6 separate regions of the Mus musculus genome follow, and regions 1, 2, 3, 4 and 6 are each linked to region 5. The links are chromatin contacts, called in public Hi-C and HiChIP or PLAC-seq maps. All regions are on one chromosome and are shown on one strand. The core of a region is the stretch at or near the end of the contact, and the rest is flanking DNA. Distances in the headings are between cores, read along the strand shown. Region 1 overlaps Ptprm (protein tyrosine phosphatase, receptor type, M). Region 2 overlaps Ptprm (protein tyrosine phosphatase, receptor type, M). Region 3 overlaps Ptprm (protein tyrosine phosphatase, receptor type, M). Region 4 overlaps Ptprm (protein tyrosine phosphatase, receptor type, M). Region 5 holds the start of Ptprm (protein tyrosine phosphatase, receptor type, M). Region 6 has its middle 11 kb from the start of Lama1.

Evidence for each region. A called contact is a pair of places that touch in the nucleus more often than the background predicts. HiChIP or PLAC-seq counts read pairs in DNA pulled down with a chosen protein or histone mark.
Region 1: a contact with region 5 is called in an H3K27ac HiChIP or PLAC-seq map of heart atrium, with 5 times the contacts expected there. The contact joins the enhancer-like site here to the promoter of Ptprm in region 5. A contact is called at or near these places in 6 of 39 promoter capture datasets (the 3T3-L1 cell line, 3T3-L1-derived adipocytes, embryonic stem cells and 3 more), 1 of 484 Hi-C or Micro-C datasets (ventricular fibroblasts), 3 of 115 datasets of contacts at active chromatin or transcription factors (embryonic forebrain, heart atrium and neural tube) and 2 of 9 other capture datasets (adipose tissue and liver).
Region 2: a contact with region 5 is called in a Hi-C map of cerebral cortex, with 2.0 times the contacts expected there. The contact joins the enhancer-like site here to the promoter of Ptprm in region 5. A contact is called at or near these places in 4 of 39 promoter capture datasets (the 3T3-L1 cell line, the SN4741 cell line, hippocampal neurons and 1 more), 3 of 484 Hi-C or Micro-C datasets (cerebral cortex and stem cell-derived neural progenitor cells) and 9 of 115 datasets of contacts at active chromatin or transcription factors (astrocytes, embryonic forebrain, embryonic hindbrain and 5 more).
Region 3: a contact with region 5 is called in an H3K4me3 HiChIP or PLAC-seq map of embryonic limb bud, with 4 times the contacts expected there. The contact joins the enhancer-like site here to the promoter of Ptprm in region 5. A contact is called at or near these places in 3 of 39 promoter capture datasets (the 3T3-L1 cell line, hippocampal neurons and liver), 1 of 484 Hi-C or Micro-C datasets (myocytes), 10 of 115 datasets of contacts at active chromatin or transcription factors (cardiomyocytes, craniofacial prominence, embryonic basal ganglia and 7 more) and 1 of 9 other capture datasets (embryonic stem cells).
Region 4: an H3K4me3 HiChIP or PLAC-seq map of neural progenitor cells shows a contact between it and region 5, with 14 read pairs. The contact joins the enhancer-like site here to the promoter of Ptprm in region 5. A contact is called at or near these places in 1 of 39 promoter capture datasets (the 3T3-L1 cell line), 1 of 484 Hi-C or Micro-C datasets (uterus), 5 of 115 datasets of contacts at active chromatin or transcription factors (embryonic forebrain, embryonic stem cells, forebrain and 2 more) and 2 of 9 other capture datasets (adipose tissue and pancreatic islet).
Region 6: a contact with region 5 is called in an H3K27ac HiChIP or PLAC-seq map of extraembryonic endoderm stem cells. The contact joins the enhancer-like site here to the promoter of Ptprm in region 5. A contact is called at or near these places in 2 of 39 promoter capture datasets (both in embryonic stem cells), 9 of 484 Hi-C or Micro-C datasets (embryonic stem cells, extraembryonic endoderm stem cells, myocytes and 3 more) and 8 of 115 datasets of contacts at active chromatin or transcription factors (embryonic stem cells, extraembryonic endoderm stem cells, neural tube and 3 more).

What each region holds. Positions count from the first base shown.
Region 1 is chr17:66,970,375-66,974,480 of GRCm38.p6, reverse strand. All of the region lies in intron 7 of Ptprm (protein tyrosine phosphatase, receptor type, M), which reads left to right. Among named protein-coding and RNA genes, the nearest start is that of Mir5709, 54 kb to the left of the region's middle. Within about 2 kb of position 1,335, at least 8 of the 459 cell types and tissues checked have an H3K27ac peak or open chromatin away from gene starts, as enhancers often do. A contact at or near this core is called in heart atrium, where this site is marked.
Region 2 is chr17:67,010,703-67,015,033 of GRCm38.p6, reverse strand. All of the region lies in intron 7 of Ptprm (protein tyrosine phosphatase, receptor type, M), which reads left to right. Among named protein-coding and RNA genes, the nearest start is that of Mir5709, 13 kb to the left of the region's middle. Within about 2 kb of position 3,018, at least 20 of the 459 cell types and tissues checked have an H3K27ac peak or open chromatin away from gene starts, as enhancers often do. A contact at or near this core is called in cerebral cortex, forebrain and stem cell-derived neural progenitor cells, where this site is marked.
Region 3 is chr17:66,858,775-66,863,138 of GRCm38.p6, reverse strand. The region is part of intron 14 of Ptprm (protein tyrosine phosphatase, receptor type, M); the gene reads left to right. It also overlaps the pseudogene LOC115488805. Among named protein-coding and RNA genes, the nearest start is that of 1700016K05Rik, 150 kb to the right of the region's middle. Within about 2 kb of position 1,413, at least 9 of the 459 cell types and tissues checked have an H3K27ac peak or open chromatin away from gene starts, as enhancers often do. A contact at or near this core is called in embryonic limb bud and neural tube, where this site is marked.
Region 4 is chr17:67,051,143-67,055,429 of GRCm38.p6, reverse strand. All of the region lies in intron 5 of Ptprm (protein tyrosine phosphatase, receptor type, M), which reads left to right. Among named protein-coding and RNA genes, the nearest start is that of Mir5709, 27 kb to the right of the region's middle. Within about 2 kb of position 2,334, at least 15 of the 459 cell types and tissues checked have an H3K27ac peak or open chromatin away from gene starts, as enhancers often do. A contact at or near this core is called in adipose tissue and neural progenitor cells, where this site is marked.
Region 5 is chr17:67,352,027-67,356,069 of GRCm38.p6, reverse strand. It overlaps Ptprm (protein tyrosine phosphatase, receptor type, M), which reads left to right and starts at 1,611. Exons shown (of 31, transcript NM_008984.2): 1 at 1,611-2,113. The coding sequence starts at 2,041.
Region 6 is chr17:67,684,002-67,687,947 of GRCm38.p6, reverse strand. No RefSeq gene overlaps it. Among named protein-coding and RNA genes, the nearest start is that of Lama1, 11 kb to the left of the region's middle. Within about 2 kb of position 1,562, at least 16 of the 459 cell types and tissues checked have an H3K27ac peak or open chromatin away from gene starts, as enhancers often do. A contact at or near this core is called in extraembryonic endoderm stem cells and trophoblast stem cells, where this site is marked.

The DNA.
Region 1 (4,106 bases), core at 86-2,585, 380 kb after region 5:
AACAGTGGTTCTCAGCTGATGTTTTCTGAGAGATGAATGGAAAGTGATTTATTAACCTCTGGTACTGCAGGAAAGATACAAATGCATAAAAGATACAAATGCATGAAAGATACAAATGCATGAAAGATACAAATGCAGGAAAGATACAAATGCAGGAAAGATACAAATGCAGGAAAGATACAAATGCAGGAAAGATACAAATGCTTTTTTGTATGCTTCACGCATGTTGGCCTACCTGAAGTAGAAGTAGAGATTGATCAGCTTTCCCAGTCAATCAAGAGTGTGAGTATTTAACTCAAGAATGGAGTCACTGTATAAATGCAGTAATCACTATTCTGGGATACTGGCATTGTGTAGACACACAAATCCATGCAAGAGAGTTAAAACTTTAGACATAAACTTCTATTACATTTTGACCAATTGATGTTCATCTAGGATGTCAAAATCTTTGAATGGGAAAGAATGATCTCATCAAAAATAAAAAAAAAATGATAGAACGAAGTTGAACCCCACAGCACATGCAAACCCAAGCAAAGGATGGAGGCAGGAGCTAAGGCAAGACCTGTAAGCATACAATTAGCAGAAGAAAGTATAGACATAAGCCTTTGTGATCTTAGATTGTGTCTTCAGATAAGACACCAGAACCAGAAGGAACAAAATTTCAGACAAATCGAATGTAATCAAATTTAAAGTGTTGCAATCCAAGCCAAAGCATAGTAGAAGTATTTTTCAGATTATATATTTGGCAAATAACTGATATCCAACATCTACAAAGAACCTTTTAATCAATAAGGCAAAGAAAATCGAGTGAAAAGGGACAAAGGATTTGAGCAAACATTTTTCTATAGACGATACACAAGGGGCCTATTAAGCATATCAATAGAATCTTAGCATCATGTTTATTAGAAAAATAGGATTGCTATTTTTTATTTAAAAAAAAAGAAAGAGATAAAGTAAGAAACAGAAAATAACAGATGTGACAAGGATCAGAGAAATTTGATCCCTTATATATTTTTTGATGGGAATATAAAAGAGTATCATCAGCTTGGAAAACCAAATGGTTAAATATATAGTAATTATGCTCCAAGTTACAGTCCTAAGAATACTCCCACAACTTATAAAAATGTGTCTACACAAATCTTGTACATGAATGTTCATAGCAGTGCTATTTACAAAAGCCCAAAATGGAAAGAACTCTGAGTCCCCATCCACTGATGAATGGATGAAACAAAGCCGTGGAGTGTATCTGTCAAGCACAATATTATCTGGCAGTAAGTAAGAGACGGTGGAGGCTCAGTTTGGCTCTAGCAGATGAGTGCTAGAAACATGCTAAAAATACGGAAGGCAGCCACAGCAGCCCACTTACTGTGTGATTCCAGTTTTAGGAACTGTTCAGCTCAGTCAAGTCTATACAAAAGGGAAATAAATTAGTGGTTGTCAAGGCTTGGGTGGTGGGGGCAAAGGTGGTGTAAAAAAAAATGGGAAGAGACCTGTGAGATATGCAGCCCTTCTCTAAGGGGCTGAAACTACATAGAACCTAGGATTTGATGATGGCCGCTTGACTTGGTGAAAGTGCCCCATGCTGCTGAATTCTGCACTTTAAGATGGGTAGCTTTCATAGCGTGCGAATTCCAGCCAAAAATGACATTGAAAAGAATATGAATCTGTAAAAACAGAGATGACCGTAATAGAAAGCTTCTACAGATCCAAATGTTACATTCTTCAATCACCTTTTATTGGGACAGAGGTGGCAGAATAGCGCTCACCCTGAGTCTCCTCTGTCTTGCGTTTATTTTCTCTCCTGTGTCTGTCTACATCAGCACAGTTGTATTTTTTTTTATTAAGTATTCCGAACATAAGAGGGAACCTATTGGCAATAAAGTAGGTTACTGATCACCCACCACCACCACCAGGTCTTCTTTGTGACTGTTGGCCTTATTTGCCCACCTAAATGTGGTTTGTTTTCTTGAATTTGTTATCCTTGACTAAGGACACCATTTAATCTCTCTGCTTCCCACAGCTTAGAAGAAGACATCTCCCAGCATTCACAGTGTGTTGGTGAGAAGTTCTGATCAATGAGGCCATTAAAAGGATAGGTCTGACAATATCAATCAGTGCTTTGTACAACCCCTGCTCCAAGACAACAAGGTCAATGCTAGGTGGCACCCCCTTCTCATATTTGCCCTGGCATACACACTCCCAAACCCCACCTCCCCATGAGCCTTGGCCACCGAGTCTAAAAGAAATGTCTGTAGATTTGTTCCAACTGTACCATGACTTGCATGTGGGTAGTCTACCTCTTTACTGAGAATGGAGCACAAAGGATGGAAAGAGCCACATTTCTTGAGAAGATAGACTGCTGTTCTTTTTAAAGGTATCAGCAGCCCAGTATAATTGCTATCTGTGTATACTCATGAAAATTTGAACTTTTTGCCACCATACAAAGGATGACTGGAGTTAACAGCAGTCACTGAGTAAATGTTACACCGCATGACATACCTCACAGACCTCAGCTACTAACAGAATTAACAAACAAACCGCACACTGATGGGGCACAGTACTCCAGTGAGGAATAGCCGTGCACTAGCCCTTATATGTGGCAGCTTCATTGGTATTTGGCTCAAGGGGATAAGAGTCTGGCAAGGTTTTATAAAGAAAGGATAGGAACCTACAAAAGCAGAGGAAACGGCCCTGCTATGTATGAGTCACAGCTCCAGTGCTCTCCAGTGTTGGTGCTAACTGTGTGTGTGTGTGTGTGTGTGTGTGTGTGTGTGTGTGTGTGTGTGTGTGTGTGTGCATGTAACTTTGTATAGCCCTGCACATTAGGAAATCTCCAACAAGGTACCCCTCCTCCAGACCAGGGTACAGGGAACAAGACAAGGATGGTATGTGGTGAGAAGACAAGAGACTCTTGATGGCCATGTGACTTCATCCCTTCTTCATGCTTCTGGGCTACAAGATGAAAACTGTCTGGAGCCTTTGCCAGTGGAGTTTGTAAGATCAGGAGAGGTGCTTTCATCTAAAGGAAAAAGTTGGTGCTGTCATCCATATGTAAATGGAATAGGCCAGACATAAAGGCATATTAAACAGAAGACAAGCAGTGGGATAAACAGAAGAAGACAGTGGGATAAATGACCATGAAACATTTCTTAAGGGAACAGTGACTTGTTTTTTTGGGATTATGAGGAAAGAATAGGCAAAAATTCTCCATTGCCATTCTAGATATGGAATCGGGAAACTGAACTGCCTCACATTACACTTGAGCTTAGTGTTAAAAGGGAAAAACAGCAGTAGAGAAGTTGTCACCAACCAAAGGCTAGCTTTCAGGAGATTGACAGCAAAGCATGGAGTTAGCCCAGCAGGGAGGTCAACTGGCCTTAAATGGGAGTGAGCTGGACGGCCTGTGATGCTCTAATGGAAGGAGCAGAAGTCATTTCCGGCTGCTCTCCTTCTAATCTCTGAAAGAAGAGAACTTTTATTTCCTCCAGGGCCATCCCCTGTCTGTCCTCCTGGGTACCGAGTCATCTGGATGTTCCCTATCTTACCCTTTTCCATCCTCAAGATGCTGTGAAGGACGAGCAAAGGAGAACACACACATGTGGTTAGAGGATGCTTGTCTCTGGAGGGCTATGAAGACTGAACAGAGAGCATGTACTATGTTAATACCATGCCACAAGATGTAGGCCCAGTCCTCAGACCAGGGTTTCAACTAAGAACCAATGCCTTAATCATTTTCTGATACTGAGGAATTCTTTTAAAAACACAAAACAACAACAATAACAACAACAAAACAAGCCATTGACGGAAACACAGAAGAGTAATTATAGTATAGCTGTCAATCTAGCAGACTCGAATGTGGTTTGTTGTAAAAACCATTTGTCCGGATATATAAACAACTTTGAGCAGAAAAACCATGTGATCATGAAAAGATTTTTAAATACTAACACAGGAGGCTCTAAACATGGAAAATATTTAAATAACATTTATCTGCTTAGAAGTAACTGGAGCGAATGGTTCCCCTGTGGGTAAAGCTGAGATTATCTTCTGATTGTTTCTTTTCTACCACCAATCATACTTACTTGTCAGAAAATCTGAGTATTTTTGAT
Region 2 (4,331 bases), core at 1,769-4,268, 340 kb after region 5:
CATATTTAGATTTGTGAATCTCCTACCAAAAGCAGGGAGAAAAAAAAATCAGATACCTGAAAATGGCGGTAATTAGACATTTAGGTGGCTGAATGCCACACGAAGACATCTCAGTATGTCTTCATGACATTAGTTTTTTTTTTTTTTTCCTTACCTGATTTTGGCTTCTGAAACCCCCAGAAAACACTATAGAGCTAACATCCAAAAGAGGCTAGCTAGCCTGCTATCAGGGAGACTCAGTCAGGGAACAGAGCAAGGAATTCATTCCAGATATGATCTGTCCTGAGCAGATGCTAGCTCCCTGGTACCCAGCCATTGGCAGTATGATAAGGACATAAGTGAGCAGGGCCCAGCACTCTGCAGCTATAAAGACATAACAGCTCCATAGTGGATTCCTAGAGTGGGGTGCAAATTGTGGCTAATGTTACAGTTAGTCTTCATTATCAACTTGATGGAACTCTGACGAGCCCAGGTGAGCGGAGCACTCTGGATGTTTCAGGGGGATTAGCTGGCTGTGGCTAGCACCGTCCCAGGGACTAGGAGCACAGGCAGAATAAAGGGCACTCCGAGTGATGCTCAGGGCAGGTGGTCCTCACCTTTCTCTGCTTCTTGGCCTGCGCTGGCACTCTTAGGTATGTGCTTCCAGGGCTGACCACTTGGTATTAAATAATCCACCGCCATGCTTTTTCCTGGGGAAGACTATTTCTCCCACAGTGAGCATTCTGTAGTTGCCCATTCTTCTGTGTCTAGTTGAGTCCTTGTGAGCCACCTACCCCTCATCTATGTTAACATGTCTGTTTGTGTTGTCCTTATGAAGATAATGCCCTCACAGTCTTCGTAAGGTTTTATGGGTGTAGCTTCTGATATTCCTAGAAGACGCGATCTCACAGCAAAATCTCTGTTCCTCGGACTCTTAAAATATTTGCCCTTTCCTCCACATGATCTCTGAGCCATAGGTTCAAGAGTTGTGTTGTAGATGTATCAGTTAGGGCTGGACTCCATGCCTCTGCATTTTGATTGGTTGTAGTTTTCTGTCTGTTGCAAACAGACTCCTCCTTGATGAGGGGTAAGGATTTCTTTACTCTTACTACAGTCCAGAATTCTCTGCTTAAGGAATGGTGCCACCCACAGTGGTCTAGGGCTTCCCACCTCAGATAACATAGTCAAAATATCTCCCCAGAGGTCCATCTCCCAAGTGAATGTACCTTCTGTCAAGATGACAATTAGAACTGACTGAAGCATACTGTTTTTATTTTACCATGGCTAATAACTGCAGGCCTTGTACTTCCAGTAGAGAGGACAGGGTTGGTGTACTCTACGTGAAAATGAAAGGGGAGCCTGTGGCTTCCTGCCTGTCCTACCTGCAGAAGGTACATTCAGACACCAACCCAACCTGCTGCGTCATTTCAGTGGTTACTAGTCAAAGCAACAGTTTTTAATTCTGTAAAGTGCAGCCATAGAAGCTCAAATCCCCAAAGGAAGTTCAGGGACTTAATTACATCACGCGCATTCATTAAAGCTTCTAAGAGATGGTGTGTTTCTTTACATCCATATAATTGCAGCATTTGTTCGACAGCTTCTTTGCAAACATGTTTCAGGGCCTCCCACACGCAAGTGGCGTGCCTTAATTATGCTCTCTTTGTGCCTACCTCTTGGCCCTTTGCCTGTGGACATTCTATTTCAAGAAATTTGGGGAAGAAAGATGAGAAACATTCAGTTTCCTTTTCTTCCCTATAGGAGCTCCGAGTTCAGCCAGTCACTCATTTCCTGTCTGAAGCTCAGGGAATACTATAACAGTTCTGCACATGGGAGCTGAGTGCATCTTTCCAGCCTTGAGGGGCACTTATTGAAACTCTTTCTGCTGGGCCAGTGTTGGCTGTACAGAGGACATATATCTCTCTGAAGAAATAGAAATCCTTTCTTTGCAGACTGACCTATTAACCTCCACGAGCCTAATATGGCCCCAGAGAACAGGACAGAGGAGACATCTCAGCTGTCCCCGGAACATTCTAGAATCTAAATCACTCTCTATGATTTGAGAATGAGTTAAGGGACTATTCTGAGGGCTGAAAGCAACTTGGGCTTTAAATTCAAGGCAGCCACTCAATTAGAGATGGGGATCAAGAGGTTGCATGTTGGATAAACGCTTTATTTTAAAATAATGAAAGAGACTCATAGAAACAGTAATTTTGCAATTGCTGGATTTTTCTGTTGCCTCCCCCCCTTTTTTTCCCAAATTATGTGTGTTTGGATAAATATCTGTGTGTGTGTGTGTGTGTGCACCTTGTGAGGGATGTCTGTCTTATAGAAAATTGGGTAGAAAGATTGCTCAGGCAATTCATGTCAGTAGCGTTTGGCACAAGTTAGCATATTTTGACTGGCTGTTTGCTTGCCTATGGGGGACGGGGCGCTTACAGAGTCTGAACTGAGTTGCAAAAATAAGGTTGGACTGGGTTAATATTGCTTGTAGCTCCCAGTAATTCAGTCCAACAACCAACCAACTGCCTCCATGAGAAGAGAAAAAAAAATCCAAGCAGAATGAAGGAAAGATAAAGGCCAGGGGTGGGGGTGGGGGGTGGGGAGCGTTCCAGAACTCCACTCAATGGAATGCACTCTGATGTGGAGAGACCCTACTGGAGAGTCCTCAGGAGCCACATGGCTGCATGCTGAAGCCCCAGAAGCTAAACACATAGAGCTCATATGTGTACGCGCCATCTGTGTACCTTTGGAGGAAATTTGAATTTCTGTTTTATGTGCACCGGGTTGGATTTGTTGATCACCTTTCCCTCAAATTGTTGTCCCTCTCCCTTGCATTTCAGGGAAAAGAGTTTCTTCCACTTCACATTTAAGTGATGGCAGAATTTGCATTTCTGTAGACTCCAGCTGTCTGGTTATGTAAATGATGAGCATATGTTATATTGTGTTTTCCAAAGGGGTGTTGGCTGCTTCTAGAGCTTGGTGCTAAATTTATTTCAGAGCTTGTGAAAGGATGGTCCTTTGGGCATGACTAGAGAACACCTCCATGGTACCACACAGAAGGCAGGCCAGCAAAGCTGTGAGTGAGTCATAGCCCAGCCTGCAAGAATCAGGCCTGCCTCATTACAAATGAGCTGGGTTGCTTGTCCAACCTCATCTGAGCGTATGCCTGGAAAGTCATCATGTCTTCCTGTCTTTTAATACTCTGAGACCTCGCCCAAAGTCCTCTCTCCGGGGAGTTTCTGTTGTCTGGCCCTAGCCTTCTGATGTAGAAGTTCTGCTTAATTTTAATATGTAGATTACTTCTGCAAAAATATTTACATAAGTAACTCCATCACAGTCCTGTGGTTGAGTTTGACATGATTGCTATGTTACAGGTGAGTTCAATAGCACACTGAAGACCTTTCCCTAAATTGCACGTGGATACCTACCAGCTTATAGTTTCGGACCAAGACTCTGTCTTGTGTTATTCCTGTTAATGTTACCATAACAAATTACCAGAGGCACTCAATTTCATAAAAGAAAAAGATATGGCTAAGTTTTTGATATTTCAGTTTGAGGTTGACTGACCCATTGCCTTACAGGCTGTGGTAAGTGTAGTCCCAATGAGAACATGTCGCAGCAGGTACAGCTTTATCTCAGAGAAGCACAGAAAGAATGGAATATCTTAATCTTACCTCAAAGGATCCATCCAAGTAAGATCAGAGGACTTTGGAGCAAGCCCCAGCTCTCCAAGGCTCCAGATACTACCACGGGCCATTTAACATACAGACCCCAGAGACCACGCATCAAAGCCTTAAAGCTAGCAGGATTTACCCTGGCCAGGTGTGGTGGCTGATCTCTGCTGTTAACTCCCTGAGATTGAGAACTGCCACAGATACAAACCCTCAGAGGCATGTCCTGAAGAGATTTTGGAGATCAGGATGACCGGGATGGAAAACTCCATCCTGAATACGATCAACTTTATTCCATGAACTCAGTTCAGAATGAAATGAACAGGGAAAGGGGAAGTTGGGAAGGGACATCTAATGTTCTCTGAGCCACCTCCTTTTCCCAAGGTTGTGACTTGCTTACTTTAAGACTGTACCCTCAACCTGCGAACCAAGACCCACACTCCCTCCCCTCTCCTTCCTCTTTCTGTCCCTCCTTCCTTCTTCCCTTTCGCCTTCCCTCTCTCCCTCCCTTCCTCCCTTCCTCTTTCTGATGCTTTTATCATGGGTCATCTCTTTGATGTCAGGTTCACCCAGGGCTACTCACACATCTTCCTCTCTCCTGGTCTCAAGTTCCAGAAGTTTTGCCTCTGCTATTATCATCATGCAGCTAAATTTGGCTTCAGTCTTTGGTCTGTTACGCCG
Region 3 (4,364 bases), core at 164-2,663, 490 kb after region 5:
GCAGCTAACACTGAACTTCACATTTCTTCTAATGGCGGGGCAGCCTGTGTTTCCATCAGGCTGACGTAGTGTTTAAGGATAGTAATCGTGCCTAGAAATTTTATATGTTTCAGTGAAGACACATGCGTGCATACATACATATATATGTACACATATTTTTACAGAGAGAAAGGGAAAGGAGAGAAGGAGGGAGGTGCAGGAGAGATCGAGAATACTAATTAGCAGTGGCTAACGAAAGGGGAAGGGAGTTAGGTAAACATATTTTCCTTCCATAGAATTGAGATTTTTTTCTTTAAATGAATTAGCACATACATGTTGACTTATTAGCTATCCTAGGGCAATCAACACTCCGAGATAGGTTTCATGTAAAGTGTTTGTGATGAAGGTAATTGAGCACAGTCAGGAAAAATAGAATGAATGAAAAGAAGCAGTGTGGATACTTGCAACCTGCTCACTGAGCTGAGCTCATTCCGACCTGAAGCTAACTCCTGTCCAGGCTGATGAAGCCCTCACTCCACCTCACAGACCTGAGTGCAGGTGACACTGTTCATGACACAGCCAACCTCCCAGTCCTCAGCTCTCCTCTTGTGCTTTCCTTCTTATCCCACTGCTGCTGCTGGACCAGGGGACCATCTGTGACGACAAGATAGAGACCAGCTGAGCTCTTCTGCAATCAGCTATAGTTTTGTCAAACTGCCCCAGCTGGGCACGAGACACCCACGTCATCTTCAGAGTGCTCCCACGTATGATGGTGATATTGTTGCCCTCATAAGGAGTAATGCAGTCTGGTTTGGCCATGACACCCATCCTAAGAGCCAGTCCCTAGCTCCTTCACATATTCCTCAAAGCTTTGGCTTTCCGACAGGCAGCCACTTCCCCTTGAGACACTTAATGCTGGCCGTGGCAGGCAGGCAGGCAGACAAGCACAAAAAAACAAAAAACAACAATAACAACAGCAAAAACAAAAAAACGAACAAAAAACAAACAAAAAACAACAACAACAACAACAACAACAACAACAAAAACAAAACAGCAAACCAGCAACAGGGAATTGAGAAGTTTTAATTAGAAAGTTGTGTGGGGGGAAAGCTATGGAGTAATATGGTAAGACAGCTGACTTCTCTTCCAGAGACTTGGAAGACTTTGAGATCATGTTATTTGCTGCCTTTCTAGCTATATGCTTTTCAGAAGAGTCAACAAACCAGCTGTATCTCCCAATGGCCTTTAAAAACTATGATTTAATGTCAGCTAAGGATTTTCTTACCCAATGTGAGCTGTGGTCAGCTGAAATGAGTGTAAGCTGTCCCACAGCCTGTAGCCAGATGCCTTCCCCCCACAGGATCCTCTCCAGCAGACTCAGGGAATGCTCACAGTCGGAGCCCAACATGTGGGGAACAGAGAGGCTGAGAACAACAGCCAGTTAGCATCTGGCAGCAGCATCCTGCTGCAATTAAAGTCTCAGAATGGAGATGAGGGATCAGTGCCTCCTTGGTGGCAGAGCCCAGCAGCTGTCTACACGGCAAGGTGAGGAGGGAAAGAGCTGCCCACCTCCATAGCAAGCATGGCATACCCCAGCCTCAGGGTGCTCTTCCACATGGCACTGTGCTTTGGCTTGTCTTCCTGCAATGCTCCGTGCTTCCTATCTTGTCTCAGAGTTTTGAGTTTTGTCTCCTAATGGAAACCGTAGTAGGAAAAGCACCAGGTCGTACTAACCCTACACGATTGAGTAGTATCAACATTGGATACTCGGTTATGATGTCATGTCACATGCCTCCCTAAGGAGGCCATTGGAAATGGACTTTCATTGCCAGCTGCCTTCATCTTTTCCCTATATTCTATGTGTGTGGATCCTACAGCTCAGCCTACATTAGGAATCTTCCATTGAAACTGAAACTTCATGGGCCACCTCCTCTTGATGCCACTGTACTCACCCAACCAACTGCACTGGTAATATCCCTCTTTCACACAAAATACACACACTGACAAGTTATGCCATTGGGACTTAGTTTGTCTCTTTCAAAAGCTAGCAGCACCCATCACAGCCACATAAAGAACCAAGATAGCCTGGTCCAAATATGCCACGTACTTTATCCAACAGAGTTTTGAGTTTGATAGAAAAGTAATTATAAGAAAGGTGGCCATGATGGATAGACAACATGTGGGGAAAAAAATGAGACCATTAAAGTATCATGGCTCTGTTTCCAGAAAGTTCTTTGTGCAGAAATTTATTCATAGAGCCATACTCTCCAGTCCCAGTACAAAGGACTTGAGGAACATGCTGAACTCTAAACTAGAAACCGAGAGCTGCCTACTTAGTGCCTAGGAACTTTGTACCCACTGTGGGAGCTGTAGGGAGTTGTTCACGCTCACAAGGCCTTATTTTTATTTGTTGTGACTTCAGGCCCACTGTGATTTATGGCAGAGGCAGTTCAGAAATAATATGAACAGGCAACAGTACTGCCACAGCTATTTCTAGCCAACATCTCCTCCCTGCACAGAGGAAATGTACAAATCCAATTCTCAATGACATTTCTGTGTGTGTGTTTTTATTTTTCTTGCTTTTGAAATACTGCATGGTTTCACACGCTCCTATCTGGGACCGCCATGGACTAAGAATGATATAGTGTTTGCTAGCCCAGAACTTGGGTCATTTTCTCTGTTTTGTCAGACCCAAGCTGCAAGAGCCCTTTTTACAATTGTGAGGGTTGGGCATGTCATTCCCCCATCTCAGAATTCAAGAAGGAACATTTGAGAAATGGTCTCCCCTGGACACCTGATAGCCCCAAGGGCAGGGCTCCACATTTGAGCAGACTTCCTCTCAAAAAGGACATTTTCTGTACAGAAACCTCTCAAGAACTATAGTATCGTTATCCATGCTTTGGCCAAGGGTAATGGGAAGGAGCCAGAGGAAAATGGAGTCGACATTTTTAACTCACACAGTCTCATTTTCTTTCTGTTCAGGGAGGCCCAGGTCCAGAAGCCTTTCATGTGTGCTTCAGGAACTAATTCGGACCTCTGGTTCAAGTGCATGGTTAGTTGAGGCTCTGTTGTAGAAGACTGGAATAAAGGTCATTTCAGTGATAGCTGCCTGTAAAAAGGTTCAGCAATTATGGGAATGTTCAGACAGAATCAGCCAGCACTTGGCCCATCATCCATTTAGGATGGATGAAGGGACAGTAAAAGAGAAACATTCACTCAGCCATGACATCTTATTAGAAGCAAATTGGGAAAGATGCTTGACCCCCCCCCCCCTAAGCTTTGTTAGCAGTTCTGTTGTTACAGGCTCAGCATCTACACCTCTTACCCAAAGTGCTGGGACCAGATATGCTTCAATTTCAGATTCTGAGAGTATTTCCCTGTACATATTGACCTCTATTGGCAGTGATTCCAAGGCATAAACCAGCAACTCAGGGCTGCTAATAAATGTAATTTGACATAGTATCTTTTAGGATGTTTCATGTCTTCCTACAGACCATCATGTGAGGGTAGGTGTGCAAGTTCTTATTTATTGCAGTGTGTCAACGCCCAGAACTGCTTGAATTCTGTGGTATTTTAGATTTTCAATTTTGAGAATAAGGATCCTCAGCCTGGGGTTGGCTGGTGCTCCTCAGCTGAGCACTTGGCCAATGGATGGACCTCTTTTAGACAAGCCATCAAAGAGCTAGGTATCCCTAAGCACCCGCCACCGTGGGAACTGCAGTCCCTAGAGTAGGAACTGTACTGTCAGGTGCACATCGCAGGCAGCCAGGACTGAGTTTCCGTTACATCAACATTTTGTAGGAACTCTGGGATTGGGCCCTGGTAGGTATATCAGTTGCCTCCAGCAGTATGAAGGTAGGCCTGGAATGATATGCCTTAGGGTAATCAAGGTTTTTACTACAGGTGTGATCTAAGCAGTCAGAGTCCTTCTCTGATCCAGGTGAAATCTAATACTTAGTTCTGAGGTGCTGTTGCTGTTACAGAACTGAGTAGCAAGGGGTAGACTGGGACATGTTGAGCTCTTTCAAGAGAAGTATAGTATTGTTGCAAGGTATGCAGAGAGACACCTATTAGCTCCCTGGCTCTACAAAATCCAGGAACTGTGTTTTGGCATGTAGCACTGGCCTGCAGTTTCCCTGCTGTCCAGGAACTGTGCCACTGGAGGGGGTGATTGGCAACAGGCTGGAAGTTGGCATTCAGATTAGTTTTCATATTGGATGACAGCTACAGTTTATAGCAAAGGCCATTCAATCATGCCAAAAATCAATCTGGAGGAATGCCTACCAATTTAGAGACTGCAGAATCAATGGTCCTCAACCACACAAGATCCTGGCAGGTTCTCATACTGCCAGAGGATTGTCCTCACTTCCCCTCTTATGAACTTA
Region 4 (4,287 bases), core at 1,085-3,584, 300 kb after region 5:
GATCTTGTGACTGAAATGATTCTCCCACGAGCAGCCTTGATCCACAGCAGAGTCCAGTGCAATATGAAGCACATTGCAGGAACAGTGCTTATATCACTGATTTCTATAGATGCTAGGAATATATAGAGATATAGGTAGATAGATATAAATATAGATGATATAGATATAGATGATATAGATATAGGTGATATAGATGGTATAGATATAGATGATATAGATATAGGTGATATAGATGGTATAGCTATAGATGGTATAGATATAGGTATAGATGTGTGTGTATATATGTATGTATGTATGTATGTATGTATGTATAATGTCACTTACAGAGCACTACTGGAGGGTAGGTACTCTCCTGGGTGATGTTTGAGCTTTGATTTTTGGTTTGTTGGTTAATTTTGTCATTGATCCTTGCAGAACTTTGTACCCACTTGTAGAAGCCACAGCTGAGGCCTGGAGAACTCTGTTCTCTTACCTTGGGGCACATCGGCACATTGTTGGTAACGAGCTAGGATTAATACTCAAGACACCAGTATAGAAACTGTCTCTTAACCTGCAATGCTCTTTGCAAAGCACAGTGGGAAACCTAGACATTGTCAAGGATTCGTGACCTTTGTGAAGGAATTTAAGTTGCCAATTAAGTTATGATTTTACCTTGTATTTATGTGTGTCTGAGCACCTATGTGCATTGTTCTGGCATGTGAGGTAGGGCTGGTCATATACGGTCTACATTTTCTGGTGGCTTTTAGCTTCATTTATAGATAATGAGGGGAAAATCAGAACTGTATATCAGAACCGTTTCGTTATTAGGTATAAAAGCTACAAAATGATTTGTAAAGAGGTAAAATTATGGTTCCTTCAGCAAGCTTAACTTGAGTATTTTACACCATATATATTAAAGCATAAATTTAACATCACTTACCACATGGAAAGTACCAGGAGCAGAGAGAGTGGACTGTCTTCAGTTGCTATAGGAACCATTTACTGTCTAACTCTCTGAATGGTGAAAATCACATCCATTATTGTTTTAGTCGGTTACGCGTCTACAGCTGCATCCATTTGACAAATCTAAGTGTTCAGACCGAGACCGCGGAAAGCCTGCATCGTGTGTTGCAGCCTGGTGTGGTTTTGGGTCACGCCAATTTAAAGAGAAAGGTTTACGTTGTGTACCCCAAGAATATGTGAGGTGTCTAGGAAGATCCCGGAATGAGTTAATTACCCAAAGTCATTTACTGATTTCATGTAACTTGGTCAAAGACTCTGATGCATATTTGGAATGAAGCTGCAGAAGTAGGGTTTGGGCAGGGGTGGGGGGGGGGGCTTCCTGCACAGCAGCCTTAAGGCTGGGGTTGGTAACACTGGACTTTGAGTTTGGACAACCAGTCAGGATGGATCCATTCAGAGGGTAGCAGAGAAGCTTTGGCGTCGTCCACTGACCTAAGAAGTCTAATCCCCACAATGCTGTTTTTGTTTTTCTCAGTGCTTATTATGGGGTTTTCAAGAATCCGAGGCTCTCCCATGAGAAAGCAAGGCAGGTGTGGCCCTCCCTCAGATTCCCCCAGGGGAACGCAGCAGATGGTAATAGCCTTTGTTGCTCCTCTGCAGTTTAGCTGTGTCTTAATTATCGAGCAGAAAAGGCCATGGGCTGGAGAAACTGGATTCGCTAAGCTATCTGGCAGAGGTTCCATTTAGATCATGTAAACTCAATGGGAGAAACTGTTGCCTGCACTGATGATGGTCCTTAGTGGCCTCCATGGTAAGAGTGTCCTCAGCATCTTACAGTGGGGCCTGCTTGAAAGTAGATAAGCACAACTCTTCCTGTTGTAGGAGATGAGACAATATCCAGTCCCCACCTGCATGACTGTGCAAGGTCCCTGCCTGTCATCTACTGAGCTCAACCACTCTGAACACGCCCGAGATGGATTAATTTAATCCAACTGCTGCTCACTTCCCAGGCCTCAATTTCCTTCAGTCATCATCTCTGATTGTGGCATCTATATTTCCGAAAGCCTTGATGCGACTCCTTCTCGTGGTAAATCATGCTCATTTAGAAGTTCTCAAGTGAGCTTAGAGCCCAAAGAAGGTTGTAAGGATAATTCAAATTACTAGCAGTGCTTTTTTCTGGCTTGCTCACATTGGAATAAATACACTTTAAAATGCTCTGGGACTCACAAAGGGTCACATTTAACTCAGCGAGGCCATTTCTTTGTGAGTCCTGTCATTATGAGCCTTTCATGAACTTCCACAAATGTTGGAGCTGCAGTCCTTTGACTGTCCTGGGCCATGTGATTCTCATGCTGTGCGTCCTCTCTTGGCAGTCTTCCATGATGGGATGTATCACAAAGATCACACTACATCCCTGTTCTTGGTCACCGTGCACTGTGCTGTCTTTGTTAAGAGGCGGGGCAGCAGCGTTTAATCGGGCTGCTTTTCATCTTACGCCTGGAAAATATGGGAAGAAGTCACTTGAGCAACTTCCTAGCTTCACCCCAAGATGTGTTCTCATTGTTCAGCTGTTCAGATATAACAAGGTGGCCCTACCCAGATGGCCCGGACTTCTTGACAGTGCCTCCGGTTTTAACACATTGTTCTGCCTAGTCATTGCTGCCACAGAACAGGTCTCCAGGGAGAGGGACTTAGACGTCGTGCAACTCCAACTGTTACAGGGATCAGAGCAGGCCACCACTCCTCACAATTACCAGCTAATTCCAGCCAAGGGAAGTAACTCTGGAGACCCAAGTGCTTCTGCAAATGAAATAATTTAATCCCTCAGTCTCTCCCTGAAAACCAGTTACAGTTGCAGTTTGGCTTTCTGTTCACGTGTCAGGCAAGTGTGGACAGGTCGGGAGTCTTTCTATTTCTACGACTGTTTCTGCCTCTTTCAGCCAAAGGGGAAGTGCTCAGTGGGATGTGCTAAGGGTTCCAAGATGGGATTTACATACCTGTACAAGGTTATAGAGGATGTTCATCATCTGAGTGATTAATCTGACAGATATTTAAGTATGCTCATGTAACCCCCCTCATTTACATCTTAGTGGTACCTACTGACTCTTTTCTGATATAGGTTTCAGGACTCCCTTTTGAAAAACCTGCACTTATATCTCCTAAGGATCATCTTTATCTTGCACATAGGTCAGCATATTGTATGACTTGGTGTGTAATAGGGAATTTTTAAATGTAAGTATTAATGTATTCGCTGCAGATTTCATAACATATAGTTCCTACAGTCTTTTCATACTTGCTCCCCACCCCCCACTTTTTGTTGGTTTTAAATATGTGTGACTTCCTGGGTTTAACCAGGGCTATGGAACTTACCATTGGAGCATAGGTAACCCAATGGCTATGCTATGACTTAAACCAAAGGTTCCTGTTGCCTCAGTAGGCATGGTGTGTAGGAACTCCAGGGGACTACTGAGCTCCTCCCCAGACAACGACTGGAGGTCTAGACCCACCCAGGCTCTGGGTTGTCACCACATCTGCTATGAGGCTGTGATTACAATAGTCAGCTCATGTCCACAAGACCTCCTTTCTTACTTGGCTCTCCTCCCCACTGTCCAGTTTCTCCATTCTCTCTGATCCCTTTTCTGTGATATTCCCCTTAGACTTAGAGGAAGGATAGATACCCCCTTAAGGGCTGAACACTCAATAGCCATTTTTAAAAAATAATAAAAGTGAGATTAAATTTTTTTATTAAAAATCTTACCTAGTAAGAAAAATAATTTCATCCTATAAAAGCCACATGGTACCACAAAATTAAATAGAAGCATTCTGTTGGATATTTGGAGTCTCATAGTCAAAGTTCTTATTATATGAATATTTTATTCATCAGCTACCCAATAATATATAAGATACAAAAATGTCTGCAGAACTCCCAGAGTGTTTAAAGGAAGATAAACTTATCTGTGTGGGTTGAGGCATCATTTCAGATTTTACTTAACTTAAAATAAAACTTGACAATGAAAACAAATCTACAGTATACTAAAGTAATGATGATATTTGTCTCTAATTCATACAATTGTACAGCTTTTAAGTTGCCTTTTTAAAATTTTCAAATGGAAGCATTCAGGTTTTACCATTTATGACTAATGGGGTTCACTTAATGTAATGTAGTTATTAATGTAACATAGCATGTGGTTTACATTTCACTAATGTAACATATTTATGGATATTCCACATTGTAGCATGTGTCAGAACTTCCTTCTCTCTGAAGTCAAAAGCAATTCTCTTACCTGTGTGGAGGGTGAGCTTGTGACTGGTGCTGCTCTGACCAATAGCATCATGTCTCTGAGA
Region 5 (4,043 bases), core at 362-2,861:
TTAATTATTAATTAAAGAAAGAATTGACACATAATTAAGAATTGACGCATGTGAGGAATGGAGTTTTACATGATATCAATCTCTTCATCCAACATAAAGATGTTACGGGAAAGCAATGAGAGCGCAGTTGGTTTTTACCTTTTTTACGGATGCACCCACAAGCATCAAAATGGGGTGGGGGGTGTGTCTGTCACCGTTCGCTTTTAAAAAGCAAATCTCAATTATCTTATAAGGTATAATTTCATCAAGAAAATCAAGTGGCGGATTAAACCTCTGTCACTTGTTGATCCTTTTGAATTAAGTATGAGACTTCAAAAATTCCCTTCCAAGTTCAGGAGAAGCCCAGCAGGCTCGTTTTCAGATAAAGGCTAGTGGCGGCATAGGATAGTGGCAAGTGAATGGTTAACACTGAGATTTATGAATGGAAGGCCTCATGAGGACTCCTGCCTGAAAACAAGCTGGTCTTGTGTTTGGTCTGGAAGACATAAAAGTACTGGGTCACATATGTCCTGGGAGATGATCGCAAACGTCATCTTTGGCCGGTTCTGGGGCCACCAGAGAGCCTTAAACCAGAGGAGTGGGAGAGTCACTTATTTCTTTGGTCTTTAAAGCACCACTAAGCAGCCAAAGACAGTGTAAAGGTCCCCCAGGGAAAGCAATGTAAGAGCTCTTGTTGAGCACTAACCTACTTGCATGTATCACAACACAAATTGGGATCTTAGTTTAACCAGCATGGCCCGCAGTTAGCTTGGTAAATAACCTACAGGTGCCCTAATGGCTGTACTCTGAGCAAGATGAAGAACGGCTTTTAAAAATAAAATAAAATAAAATAAAATAAAATAAAATGAAATAAAATCTTGAATTTGAGTTTTAATTTAATCATTAATAGCGTTTGTGTTCACTTAATAAAATAGTCGTCTCAGACCCCAAACGGCAAATTAAAATGTTTCAAGACACTCTCCATTTGCACCAGCTGCAGAAATCCTCGGTTCTGCCCAATCCATGGTTCCATGCAACTGCTGTCTTCCTAGCTCCGGGCCGCACTGGCGGCGACACCACGCAGTGGAGCGGCAGAAGCGCATCCTGCTTCTCAGGCGCGGGGCTCGGGCACAGAGGCTTGTGTGTCCCTTGAAAGCAGCAGATCAAGCGGCCCTGGGCGCTGGCGGCTCTGGCTTCTTCCTGGTCGGCGCTCGCAAGCCAGCCGCCACCGCCACCGCCCGGGACACTACCGCCCCGTGCCTGGCGCGCTCCAACTACTCGCCGTCCGTGACCCGGGACAAACTTCTGGCTGGGGCGCGGTCCCTGTCCCCGAGGCCAGCGTGGGAAACCCGAGGCGCTGCGGAGGCGAGCTAGGGTCGAGGGTGGCGCCCCGGGAGGTTGCTCCTGCCCGCCGGGTCCCGCCCGCATCTTGCTGGTGGCCGCCCCACAGAGCCCGCAGGCGCCGCGCAGGCCGAGCTGGCCCGGGGCCGGGGACACGGGCGCTCGCGCCCTCTAGCGGGCCGCGGCGGCTCCGGCCCGGCCGTGACGTGGGCTCCTTCCAGCCGGCCTGCGGGGCATCGCCAGTCAGTCGCGGAGCAGGAGCCCCGCGCGCAGCCTGCGCGGGCTCGGCCATCGGCGCGCCACTGCCGGAGGTGGCTGGGGCTGTGGGAGAGGCGGCGGGCTACAAGCGCGCGATCACAGCCACGGCCACGGCCACGGCGCCGCGGGCGGCTCGGTCCCGATTAGGGGTAGCGCTTAGGCGGGCTCATCACCGGATCCCAGCGAGGATTTGGGCTCCGCGGGCGCGCCCTCCGCTCTCTCTCCCCGTGGCGCCAGACTCTAAGCGGGGGCCAGCGGGAGGGCAGGAGGATCCAGGACGCCGTCCCCACGCCCGGGAGCCGCGGGACTTCGGACTTGTGCAACTGTTGTCACTTTGGGGTCTGGTGTTTCGCTGCTGTCGCGTCTACCCTGGCAGCCTGCAGCTTAGGCTCGGGTCTCCCTTGGCTTCCCGAGGCTACCGGCCGCCGCCGCCCCGAGGCGGCCCGGCGCGTACTCAGCACCATGAGGACACTTGGGACTTGCCTGGTGACTTTAGCTGGACTTTTGCTAACTGCGGCCGGAGAAACATTTTCAGGTAAGCGAGACACCACTACCGTTCCCGGGGCGCCTGGGACGTAGGCGACACCCGGGTGGGAGAAGTCCGAGGCGAGCTTCAGGGCCGGGCAGGGGCAGGGAAGACCCGGCATCGCGTAGCGGGTGAGCCGGGCTGGCGGATGGCCGGAGGAAAACAGCTGTGGAGCCACGGAGCCCGTACAGTACACGCAGGAGCCCGCAGGACAAGCACGGGCGCAGAAACAGGGACCTCCATCTCGGCCCCTGTACCCTCAGGGCCTGGACTTGTGCATGGGGGCTCAGTGTTCTTGGGCGGCCTGGGCAGGAAGGGCAGAAAACTTTGCCTAAAGTTCCCAGCTGTAGCCGCCGGGAGTAGGCGCTGAGCGGGCCTCTCGACCCTGGAGGCAGCCGCGGTGGACTGCCAGTGCTCAGCTGAGCTTGCGGCGAGCGTCAAACCTAGAGGTGTAGCTGGCGACCACCCCAAACTTGACATCCCTGCCGCCCCCTGCCCGGCGCGGTGGGCGACCTCAGCGGGTCCCCTCTGTGGCGCGGCTTCGCTGTGCCAGCGTTCCCTTTCTGCACCGCGGGAGGTTTCTGAGATCCTAGAGGAATCTGCTGCTCCCCAAGCCCTCGCCACTGTGGCTGAGCGCCCAGATTCCATCCTCGGCCTCCCTAAAGGTGTGCAGCCCGGGTCCGGACAACTTGCTAACCCAGCTCAGCTGCGCGGGGGTCCTAGCTGAAAGGAGGGGGCACGTACTGGCTGTGTGCATCAAGCCAACCGGAGGCTGTGCTCACCCAGGCTTCGCGAGCCTTGAGGAGCTCTTGGTGTAGACAGAGGGATCTGGACCAGAGTCAGGGGTCAGGAGCAAAACCGAAGGTGGGTGGCACAGAGTAGCAGGGCTTCTGGTATCTTCTGTCCCAGGAGGACGCACGTGGATGCTTGGCAAACGCTGACAACACGCGCACACTGCCTCGTGTTTATTAGTTTCACGAATGTCCACACACAATGGTGGCAGTGGAGTGTTACCTTTCTCTTTTAATAAAAAGGGCCGCATTTAACCTTGAACAAGAATTGCAAAATGGGGTTTTATGTGTTTTCGGGAAGGCTGAATAAATTTGTTTTAAAAAAGAATATTGGTGAAAGGAACTTTCATGAAAGTAAGGAGTACCATTTACAGACATTAAAGCCACATAGACCTCTGGCCAGTGGAAGCATCAGGTTTGCCTTTCTGGGCATCCTGGGATGCTAGTCCTTTGTATTCATAGGCACGGAATAGGCACATAGGTTACATCAGGCTTGGTGCTGAGCAGCAAGACCCTTGCGCATAGTTGGTGGTAGAGAGGGAGAGGAGCTGCTACTCAGCTGTGCAATGTGTTGAACGAAACCCAAACTGACAACTTCGGTAGAGAAACGCGCTTCCTCTAGCTTACTTACTTTCTCCCTAACAGTGTGGCCATCTCACTGCAGATGAGGTGTTGATGCAGGCACTCACAGCTGTCTGATAAAAAGTGGATACAGATTTTGGCTGTATTCTTATTAGTAAATAATAAAGTAAACGTGTGTCACTTTGGAAGCCCCGTAACTCGGTATTAAAAGCCAAGTTTGAAGGCCTAGGTGATGTTTTCTCTCTGTTAGCATGCCTAAGTCTCTTAGATGGGGTTTGTTTAAATTTAAGCTGTGTCAAGTGTCATTGTGGCAGAGTCTTAAATCGTGTCTAAGGAGGTGGGCAAAAGTATTTGTATGGTTCAGTGGTATTCTTCTTAAAGATCCTTAAAGGATCCTTTTAACTAGCAAAACAAACTTTAGCTAACATTTACCCTTATTTTCCTCTTGCTGCGGGGGGTGGGGGGGTGGGGTGGGGGAAAGTCATTTCTATTTGTGTTTTGGTATGGATGGAAACACCTTTCCTTTTCTATTTGGAAATCTAGAATTATCCTTGTATGTTAGCGGG
Region 6 (3,946 bases), core at 313-2,812, 330 kb before region 5:
GGGCTTTCCCATGTGTCTGCACCGAATAGATGTTTGGAGGAGCCATGTGCATGGGGCTTCAGTGTAGGAGTCCACTGTAGTCAAATGTTGCCAGTAAGTGTTAGAATTAGAACAAAATATCTCAAGGAACAGGAATGGGCAGGGATCTATAGCTCTTGGTAGAGAGCAGATGCTGTCTGTGGGTGATCTAGACAGTAATGAATAGATCGGCGAGGCAGCCCATGGGCTCTCCTGCCCCAGCAGCTGATTGATCTCCAGGCAGACAGGACCAGACTGTACGCCTGTTAGCACCGTTTCTTCTCAACGTAAGTATCTCCATCAAGGAGACTGGAGGCATTCACCTGGAAACAAAGGCTTGGTTTAGTGAATTGATTAATTTGAAAAGCCAATGTTCTAAAGGCGAGGAAGGCAGGGCTCCAATCCAAGTCAGATAGATACCAAAGGGTTATAATTCTTAGATGTTGGGTCTATAAGGAATAATGATACAAATGAACTAGGACACACACAAAGATGTGAACTAAGCCCCCACCCCCCAAAGATTCACCAAAACATGGGACATGACAAAGATTGTATGATATTGAGAAGCAGAAAAAATAAAAGAGGGTCCAATGCAAGGTCATGTTGCAGGGACGAAAAACAATAAAAAGTGGTCTGGATCACTGTGGGCTGATCTGATAGAGATGCCTTCTCCTCTCCCTCCCTCCTCCTTCCCCTCCCTCTCGATCCCCCCTCTCTCTTTCCTTCCCTCCTCTCCCTCCCCCTCCCCTCCCTCCTCCCCCCTTTTCCCTCCCTCTCCCTCCTCCCCTCCCTTTCTCCCCTCTCCCTCCCTCCTTTCCTCCTTTCCTCTCCCCTTCTTCCTCCCCCTCCTCCTCCCCTTCTCTCCTCCCCCTCCCTCTTCTCCTTCCCTTCCCTCCTCCCCCTCTCTCCTCCCTGTCCCCCTTCCCCCTCCCCCCTTTTTTCTTTCCCCAGTGAATCATTATCTACCACAGGCTGTTTTTGATTTCTCAACCTCAGCTTCCCAAGTGCCTTAAAGATCACAACACGTGGGCAACAAAACCTGGCTTTGCAGGTTTATTTTTAAAGCACATTTTTTCAAGCAACTAAGTCAGGAAACTGAGTCAGCCACATCCTGGCTGCTAAAGTTGACATGTATGTTACATTAGTCACACCTGGTTATGACATAACATGAGAGTAGACTGTTGTTCTGAGCTCATGGGTAGAAAAGAGTTACACACACCAGGAAACGGGGATAGTACAGACCAGGAGAAATTCTCAAGACTGGCAGGATCTGGGTGGGAGAAACCTAAGAGGAAGAACTCAGGCCTAGGGTCTACGCTCTGAGAAGGGTGCGTCAGGGTCACACACCTGGATCCTGCTACCAGCAACTACAAGCCCTTTAGGGCTTTTCCTGAGTCCTGATTCCCTAGCCCCAAGGCTCAATCTAAAATACCTGTTTCCGATCAGCTTTGGGAAGTTATCCCCCGCTCCATGCCTCCATCCCTCACCTAGGGGGCTTCAGGTATGACCTGAGGTAAAGCATGACGTACTCAAGGTGTGGAATGAGAGCTTAGGATAAGAGATGCCGTGGGCGAGTAGAGCCTAGAGAGCCCTTTCTATAGACGTTTGTTCAAGGCTCAGAGGTGGTTTACAGGAGTCAGAATGTCAGCCATTCACGGGCATCTAAGGTACATTCATCATTACAACTTCTAGACGGCAGGGCTGGAGGGATGGCTCAGTGGTTAGTGGTGTTTGCAGCTCTGGCAGAGGACCTGGCCTTCTATTCTTAGAACTACTATGACATCTCACAACTGCCTATAACTCCAGCTCTAGGGGACCTGCCACCTCCTTCTGGCCTCTGAGGATCCCAGACATGATATGTAGACATACACGCAGGCAAAACACTCATATACATAAAATAAAATATTGAGGACTCTGCAGGAGGCTTAGCTTCTGTGTTTCCTCGAAGCCACAGACAAGATTTAAAATTGAAGGCCATGGTATTTTCATTTTTTCAATTGAAAGTGTGTATCCCAGGAGACAAACATTTGAGTGTGAATAAACCTAAGAGTGTTATTCATTGTACCTGATTCATTCACACCGTGGGCAATAGTTTAGCTTCTGTTTTCCAAGGTCCAGAACCATTCAATCAAGTCCTCCGAGTGAGTCACCTTCTTTAAGCAAAAACGTTCTGTGTTTATTAACTCTGGGAAGAGACTGAGATTTTGAGACTCGGACTTGTTTGTTTTCTGATTACCTGCATTCCTGAGGTATTTAGGGCTGGAGGGGGGCAATGCACGGGGGACTTTTGTTCTCTTAGCTTATCTCTCTCAGATGGCAGATGTTTAGAGGGAGCCTTTGCCGTATCTCATGCACTTAAGCCCCAATTCTTTCCCAAGAGCCAATAATGAACAAGGGCTAGCAGAAGAGAAGTTAATGTGTAGCCCTCTAACTCACTCATACAAAGTAATGTATCCAGAATGTGCGATACAAGCAGGGTGTGGGTAATGTATGGGTCCACTTTAATGAGAGCCATTGGTGCTCGGTGGACTTTCAGTAGGATATTAGAGAAGGTGCAAGGAGCTCCATGTTGAGAAAAATAAACATTCCGAGAGAAGAACTCCATATGCCTTCCCTTTCTTAGAGCTAAGCCCAGAAATGTCATCCCTTCAAAGCAGAGGGGTGAACTGCACAGCCAAGGACGGAAACTAAAACAACCCGTATGGAGGAACGGGAAGGGGGTTTAAGGAAGGTCACACACCACATGTTCCAAACAATGTCACGGCATAATCCGATCTTCCTTAGGCTTGCTGCTCCCTGCACTCGGCTGCTGGGATGGCTCAGTGTGCGTTTTTCTAACTGGAGAGCTAGTTTTTCCATTAGTATCTCGTTCAGGATTAGTTATCAGGAATGGCCCAATGGTTAATTATTATTCACGAAAATTGGGTAACTATAAAATAATTATATGATTAATTTTAATGAGGGCATTTGTATTCTTGGGCTGACCCTGGAGAGAAGATAATGCTGATTATAGCACACCTTCCTTCTTGCCGATGAACCCCCATTTAACTCAAGTCCAAGGTGGTCAATGTTTAAAGAAGGCATAGGATCTTTCCCATCCCTTGGAGTCATTCTGGGTAGATGAAAGTAGGTCAAGTAGTTCTTCCACTGGCCAGCTGTCAGCTTAAGAAACTGGCCCCTGACCCAATTCTTTTCCTAACAGAGATGACTGGGGTCTACCTAATGGTATTAGAAAAGCCAGAAATGGTAGGTGATTGTAGGAGGAAAATTGATGCATGTAAGCCCACCCTCATTCCTGATAAGACACCTTCCTCACTCACAAAATGTCTTCCTTCCTTCCTTCTTCCTTCCTTCCTTCCTTCCTTCCTTCCTTCCTTCCTTCCTTCCTTCCTTCTTTTCTTCCTGCTGCCTGTCTTCTTGCCTTCCTTCTTTCTATTCATCCCATCCCTGTTGAAAACACTGCCCTGATTTTTACATCTAGAGAGGTTTAACCAACTGTGTATTAAAGATACTGAAGAAAAATATTTTTCTGTCTATGTTGAACATGTACAAGCATGGCTTTGGCTGTTGTAAATACCCTTGAGATGGCCTGAGTCTATGGAGGATGTGTCTAGGCAGACATTATGCTAATATATATATATAGTATATATACTGTAGAGTTTGGCATCTGGGCATATCGCTAAAAAGACAGACACTTGTGATGTAACCATATCTGTTAAAGTAATCATATAGATTCTTTTTGTAAAGCCTTCCAGTATATTAAACAGATCTTTTATCTCTTGGGGAAGCTCCATATGGTGATAATGAGTTATTGATTCCATGTGGATTTAATTTCCCGGCATTTAGATAAGGAATTTTGCATCTTTACTTCTGAGGACTATGAGTTGATAGTATTCTTCGACTTGTCATGTACATTCATAGTTGTGAT